Regions from separate parts of the Mus musculus genome. Here region 2 is linked to region 1. The links are chromatin contacts, called in public promoter capture Hi-C maps. All regions are on one chromosome and are shown on one strand. The core of a region is the stretch at or near the end of the contact, and the rest is flanking DNA. Distances in the headings are between cores, read along the strand shown. Region 1 holds the start of Rnf25 (ring finger protein 25). Region 2 holds the start of Stk16 (serine/threonine kinase 16).

What was found. Capture Hi-C pulls out chosen DNA fragments and counts their contacts.
Region 2: a contact with region 1 is called in a promoter capture Hi-C map of adipose tissue. The contact joins the promoter of Stk16 here to the promoter of Rnf25 in region 1. A contact is called at or near these places in 3 of 39 promoter capture datasets (the C10 cell line, the HPC-7 cell line and pre-B cells), 1 of 115 datasets of contacts at active chromatin or transcription factors (effector CD8 T cells) and 1 of 9 other capture datasets (adipose tissue).

What each region holds. Positions count from the first base shown.
Region 1 is chr1:74,599,525-74,602,773 of GRCm38.p6, forward strand. Rnf25 (ring finger protein 25) reads right to left here and starts at 1,873. Exons shown (of 10, transcript NM_021313.3): 1 at 1,801-1,873. The coding sequence starts at 1,841. It overlaps Stk36 (serine/threonine kinase 36), which reads left to right and starts at 1,931. Exons shown (of 27, transcript NM_175031.3): 1 at 1,931-2,089; 2 at 2,505-2,677. The coding sequence starts at 2,594.
Region 2 is chr1:75,208,951-75,212,573 of GRCm38.p6, forward strand. It overlaps Stk16 (serine/threonine kinase 16), which reads left to right and starts at 1,879. Exons shown (of 8, transcript NM_011494.5): 1 at 1,879-2,102; 2 at 2,290-2,464; 3 at 2,975-3,194. The coding sequence starts at 2,379. Glb1l (galactosidase, beta 1-like) reads right to left here and starts at 1,805. Exons shown (of 17, transcript NM_029010.2): 1 at 1,641-1,805; 2 at 431-553; 3 at 106-272. The coding sequence starts at 490.

The DNA of each region.
Region 1 (3,249 bases), core at 623-3,122:
TACTACTGCTGCCTACCTATACAACTGTTTAGCATGGATCCCTGTGTTCTGAGTACTGCCAATAACCTTGCCAGCACCAGCCAGTCTAAGCATCCTCAAAGGACATATCAGGTTGAACAGGTCTAGGTAGTATAAAAGCTATATTGCATTAGAAAGAGTCATAAGCCTTGTAGCTAATAGTAGAGCAGAAACTACTTACCAAGCTATGTGGTCAGGTTACTTATATTTAGAAACCTGAGTTACACTGTCTACCACCTAGTGATAATAGAGCATACTCACTAGGGCTACTGTAAGAGATAAATGATTTGTTTATATAAAGTGCACAAATGTCTGAGACACAGTATCTAGTCTAGGTGATCTACCCCCTCCCTTTAAAAGGAAACCGAGAAGGGCAGTCTGAGGACTGAGTGTGCACATAACCCTGGATGCCTAGTTAGCCCTGATCAGAGTTCATGGCCCCGATATAAATCAGAGGGTTCACATTTAAACATAGAAAAAACAGCTGTAATGACATCCAAGAAGAGTGATTGTCCACAGCCCTACCCAGGTGATATGAAACCTGTATCCACTTTCTTATACATTTCCTCTCCATCTAGAGGAAGCACACCCCAGTATCATTTCTATAGTGATGGTTATTATTAGCATTCTTCTTAAAGCTTATTTTACTACTACTACTACTACTACTACTACTACTACTACTACTACTACTACTACTAAAAGACATTCTGGCTGCTATAGACCAATGCAGCCACTGCTACTCTGTCATGGCTCAGGTGTCCCTTCATAATCTTAGAAGTCACTCACAACAGTGAAAAGCACTAGTCTGGCTGGGCTCCCTAAACCAACGGAACACAGAGGTGCAGTCTCAGTTAAGACTTCCTTCAGTACTTTGCCCACCTTAGGTCACCTGAGCCTTGGATGTAAGATACAGACCTAAATGTAAATAAGGTCATAGGTTACAGGTGGAGGTGGGGGTGGGGTGGGGATGGGGGTCCGAAATAGGCTGTCCTAATACTAACAGTATAAGGCCTTAACTCAGACAGATGTCCTTTGGTCTCTTGAGGTTTTATACTTCAGCAATTAATGAAAAGCAGGCCTATGGATATTACGAATCCATGGTGATCCATCTTCCCAACTACTCTATGAGGTAATGCCACACCCACTTTTTTTTTTTTTTAATAGCTGACACTGACTCGCAGGAGCTAGCTGGTTTGGTCAGCATCACATCAAGCTAATTAAATATGGAGTGAGCACATTTTTATCTTATGTCCAAAACCCAAAGTCTTTAAAGGCTTTTGGTTTCTTATTAAGAATGCTCGAGAGAATAGGAGAGCTTATGAGGGGAGTAAGGCTTTTCTGACAATAGTTATTAGTGCTATCAGGAATATGGGAAGATTGAGGAACGCGTAGGCAGAAATGGACTGGTCCAAGGGGCAGGATCCTAGGGGCACGAGGAGGGCGTCCGTTCCGAGAGGCGGGAGGTGTGATGAGAAGCCATCCTCCAGGGCCCAGAAAAATCACATCAGGGAGAAGTGGGGAGGGGTAGGCCCGTAGTAGGGAGCAATGGGGTCGATAAGGCGTGGGCCCAGCTGGCAAGGCCGCCGTAGACCCAGTCCCTTCTCAGATCAGCGTCCCTCCTCCCTCCGTTCCCGGTCCAGTAGCTCGCCTACGAAAGGATGTCTCTTCTATCCCTCGCCCCTTGATCCACCCTTTATGCCCGTGGTTCGGACGGTCCGAAGCTGTTGCTAGTTCCCGGCACCAGATCCAGGCAGCCAGCCAAAACCTATGACCCAAAGTTACCAGTCCTCTTCCCCAGCAGCTGTCGACGCAGACGCCGCCATGTCTTCTCCGGCTCTTGGCCGGAACCGGAAACACCTTTTGGGAAGTTAGAGGCGGAAAACTAGGGCGGGGCGGAGTAAAAGAAAGCTGACGCCGTTTCTAGGCAACTGAAGACTCTAGATCCTTTGTGGGGCCTGCTAGCCAAGCGACAGAAGTGCCCTACAAAGTGCCAATGGGCGGTTCGCATCTGTCACACACCTCTGAGAGCTTTGTCCTTTAAACTTCTAATCAGTTCCAGGGAGTAAAACTGGTAAGAGTGGGGAAACTAACGAGAGCATCAATGAGGAATGGAGAAAAGTAACGCAGGCAGCTGGGAGGCCCCGAGCAACTAGCCTGAACTCAGCCTGGGGAGCTTGGAGCGTCTAGACTGGGAGCAAGTTAGGGGACCTCTGCTCGGGGCCAGAGTGGCGGTGCTGGGCAAGCTGAGGGTGTCAGGAACCTGGGAGAGTATAGAAGGAGCGTGTGAGCATCGCTGGTGGAGAGGGGAAAGGGAACACCGGTGTGCTATGGGCACCTAACCTGGGTGGGGAGGTGGGGGTGGGGCTGGAGACACTAAGACCTGATCATCTTTCCACCCTGGTCATGATTTTGAGGCCTTGGTTATTGTGAAAAATAGAACAAAGCAAGGTTGATAACGTGTATCTTTCTCCCATGTTATGAGCCAGGCCTCCCAGATGTGTGGAACTACCCCTGGATCTATAGCTCTTTGTCACCGTCTTCTTTCTACCTTCTGAGAGACCCCGAAACCCTTGCCATGGAAAAGTACCACGTTTTGGAGATGATTGGAGAAGGCTCTTTTGGGAGAGTGTATAAGGGCCGAAAAAAATACAGTGCTCAGGTAGTAGACAAGGATATCTTTTAAATGGGATTTGGTGACCCACGTGTCCAGTAAAAACGTGGGACAGAAGGGCTGCACGGTGTTTATTTCTAGACCCTGACACCAGCATACTTCCTAGGGTATACAGGCCCAGAAATTTGACTTCTTGGAATCAGATCCCAGCCTTAGAACTAGGAACAAACTACCTAACATCCCATGCTTCCATTTCCCAAACAGTACAATGGAGGAATATTGATAGGGTCTGAGGATCAAATGTGTTTCACACTTAATCACTTAATACAATGCCTGACACCTACTGAATGACAAAAATGATCACTGTTCTTTGTATTACCTAAGAAAAGATAACACCTTGAAATCTGGTCTTCCATCTTTACCTTTTCCTTCTCCTTTCCCCAAATCTCACGCTGAGTCCTTTGCTTAGGTCAGAAAACCTCTCCCAGAGTCCCATCAAAGGAATCTATTTGCCAGTAACTGTTTCCCTTTAGTGATGGGCTGACAAAGCCAGAGTACATCCATAGTACCCGGGGGGGGGGGGGGGTTGAGGTGGGGGGTAAGTATGTGTTCACATTTAT
Region 2 (3,623 bases), core at 629-3,128, 610 kb after region 1:
TCCTGGAGCTTAAACCCTTTCAAACCCAAGTCAGTTTTCCTGGGGAACCCCATTCTAAGGAAGAGGAAACCTCGCTTCCACAAAACTCTCGCGAGCACTTCTTACAACTGCACAGCGTTGAGGCCGCTCAACTGCATCTTGAGAAGCCGGTCGGCCCACAGAACCGGCGGTACTCGAAAGTAGTGCAGGCTGCCAGAAACATAGCGGAAGGGGACCCCATCCAGGAGGAATCTGTCATGTTCCCGATCCACAACGAAGGAGCGAGCTTCTGCCTGCAAGGGCGAAAGCCTGGCTCAGCAGAGGTCCGGAGTAAGGATCAGTGTCGGCCAAGTTTTAAAACTGGCCTTGTCGGTAGTTAACCATTTCTCCACTGCGGGATCCGTTTTCCTCTCCCCACACCCAGGCAGACAGTCCGACCCTTTGGGTTTACCTGGGACAGCAGCAGTAGGACCACAAGCCGCAGCAGCAGGGAAGGCAGGTCGGGTGGCATCTTCTGAGCTTACAAAGTTCTTCTATTCGGTGAGGGCTTTCCCACCCGTCACGTGTTGGATTCCTGGGAGGGAATCCGACATCAAGCAAAGGGGCGGAGACCACCTCAACTTTTCAGGCCGTTAACCCGGACTTTGCCTGTAGCCATCCACGGTCCACTAGTTTGTAAAATATTACTTCTCGAAGTGCTGAACCCGAATCAGTTCCATTAGCATCACCTGGGAGCTTGTTAGAAACGCAGAATCTCGGGTCCTACCCCAGACCTCTAGAATTAGAGTCTGTGCTTTAACAAACCTGCTCTTCTAAACTGAACTCTCGGAGGGCTGACAGGGTGTCTTAAATCTTCATGACTAGCAAAGGATCCGGCACATATCAGGTTAAATCTATATGCACGGGAGCAGTAAGGTTAAAACGGATTCAGAAACAGTGGAAAAACCTAGAAAATCTTCAGAGTGATCATGCTGTGGAAAGGGGTTACAAGAAGCCTGTCCTGGTCACTATCTTTTTTGGAGGTACACCCCTTTCCAATATATTCTGCCTGTCTAGGCAAGAGATGTGAAACAAACTGCATAGTTCATAGGCTTAGAAGTCTAATTTTCCACTTCTCCTGCCTTCACAGCCGTAGAAAATACTATTATTTCTGTTTATTGACACACATTGATATACGGCTGTTTCCAAAGTTGTACGAAAGACAACTCATTTAATTTTGAAACAACCCATGAAATAACTCTCATTCTCATCTTACACACGAGGAAAATGAAGGTTAGAAATAACAAGTAGCTGTCCAAAGTCACAACTAGCTCAGTAGAGCTGGGATTGGAACTAGTCAGTTTGGCCTCATAACTCACGACACTTAGCCGTAGGTACTGTCTTACAGCTGGGAAAAGTGAGGATCTGAAAGACTAAATAACTTGCAGGAGGCCACACAGCTAGGAGACTGTTAGGACCAGGTTTAGAAACGGGCACTCTAGTTTAAGGACACAGACACTAGCCAAGGCAGTGGAGTACAGGCTAGACCCCTGAGAGTGTTAAGGGGTCAGACCTCTTGGCATCTAAGGGTCAGCACCCGCCCTTCTCTGGTCCCTCCTCCAAGCTAGATTGTAGAAAGCCACTTTCTAACTCCAGCGCGCGGGAGCTATAAGACCTCCTACCTCTGACATTGGGAGACAGAGGTCCTAGGGGCCTCGGGCAGAGCCCTGCTTTGCTCCCCTTTGGTACTAGTCCCTGCGTCTTGACCCTTACTGAGGGCCAAGTGGGAACCCTCGGCGAGATAGAGAAACCAATACACCCCAGGTCTAGCCGGGCCCCAGCCTCTCACTTCCGGGTCCCCACATCCTCTTGCCGCCTCTTGTTGCTAGGATACAGCGGGCCGTTACTTCGACGCGGACTGATGATGTCATCCGGGCTTCCGGTCCCTGGCCCTTCGCACAGGCCGGAGACCGGTCGGTGTGGAGTTTGTAGTGGCAGACCCTGTGCTCGTTCCCGAGCGACGGAGGGTGGACTCGGCCAGAGGTGGGCTCGAGCCCCGCACCTCCTGCGCCGCCACCCCATGCCTGACGGGTGCGAGAGCTGGACCTGGCCGAAGGTGGGCCGGGGTTGAAAGAAGCGGCCTGGTAAGACGCAGCGTGGCCTGAGGCTTTGGGGTGCCAGAACTCAGCCTTCTTAGCGCTGGAGTCGCCAGGGCCAGTTTTCTTTAGACGTGAATATGGGTTCTTGGAGGTGAGCCTGAGCTCTCCTGGTTGGTACCTCCGTGGCTGTCTAGATTGTTCTTGAACCCGCGACTTGCTGTTTCCATTCCAGCATGACCCGCCGGGACCCCACCGCATCGCCTGGAAGAGCCCACTCTCCCTGGAAGGAAGACCATCCCTGAAGAGGATGACTGAGACGTTATGGGCCACGCACTGTGTGTCTGCTCCCGGGGAACTGTCATCATTGACAATAAGCGTTACCTCTTCGTCCAGAAATTGGGGGAAGGGTGAGTGTTTGGACGTCACTTAGCTAGACCCAGGTCGTTTAGAGACAGTGATAGAGTTGCAAGAGTGTTAGCCTTAGAGTCTACCCCACCTGACCGGTTAGCTGAACGGGTCAAGAAGTGGATTCTAGACTCTGGCCTCCTGGATCTACCTTGTGTGACCTTAAGTCAACTGTGGTTTCTTCTGCTTAAAAGGAGATGATTATAATGTCTCGCTGAGGGACTTGTGGAAACTCAGTGAGATAGTATATTCTTTAAAGCATGTCACCCAGTGCCTGACTCATGAGGACTTGAAATTAATTGAACACATTATGCTCAGACCAAAACCTCAGTGATTTCTGTGCCCCTGCTCTCGGGAAACGCAGATCCTAATGTCTTGAAACTATATGAGAGCTACATCTTGGGAGTGTTTCCACTCTGTGTAAGAGGCACTCCTCCCTAAGGGAATTCCTCTGGGTCCGAGCTATGTGAGAGATGACCATGGTCCTTCACTGTGACCCCTTTGGCCCACAGTGGATTCAGCTATGTGGACCTAGTGGAGGGCTTGCATGATGGACACTTCTACGCCCTGAAGCGGATCCTGTGCCATGAGCAGCAAGACCAGGAAGAAGCCCAACGAGAGGCAGAGATGCATCGCCTCTTCCAGCATCCCAACATCCTTCGCCTCATGGCTTACTCTCTGAAAGAACGAGGTGCTAAGCATGAAGCCTGGCTGCTGCTGCCCTTCTTCAAGGTCAGAGAAGCCTGTACTTACAGAGGGGATTGTAACATTGTGCAACCCCACCAGAGGCTCTGGGCAGGCAAACATAAACATTCTAGGAGCACATGCCCTGGTTTGGCCTTTTGTTTGTTTGTTTGTTTATTTGAGACAGGGTTTCTCTGTATAGCCCTAGCTGTCCTGGAACTCACTCTGTAGACCAGGCTGGCCTCGAACTCAGAAATCCGCCTGCTTCTGCCTCCCAAGTGCTGGGATTAAAGGCATGCGCCACCACTGCCTGGCTAGTTTTGGCCATTCTTAAGTTGGGGCTCAGAGGACTATAGGGTCCCCTGTGAACTTGACATCACACAAAGCCCCCAAAGGATCAGGAAGAGTGGCTATGGTAAAAGGGTGGGCAGACAGATACAAAATAGAGTCCTGGGAAGTAGAGGCTTGAAAAATGTC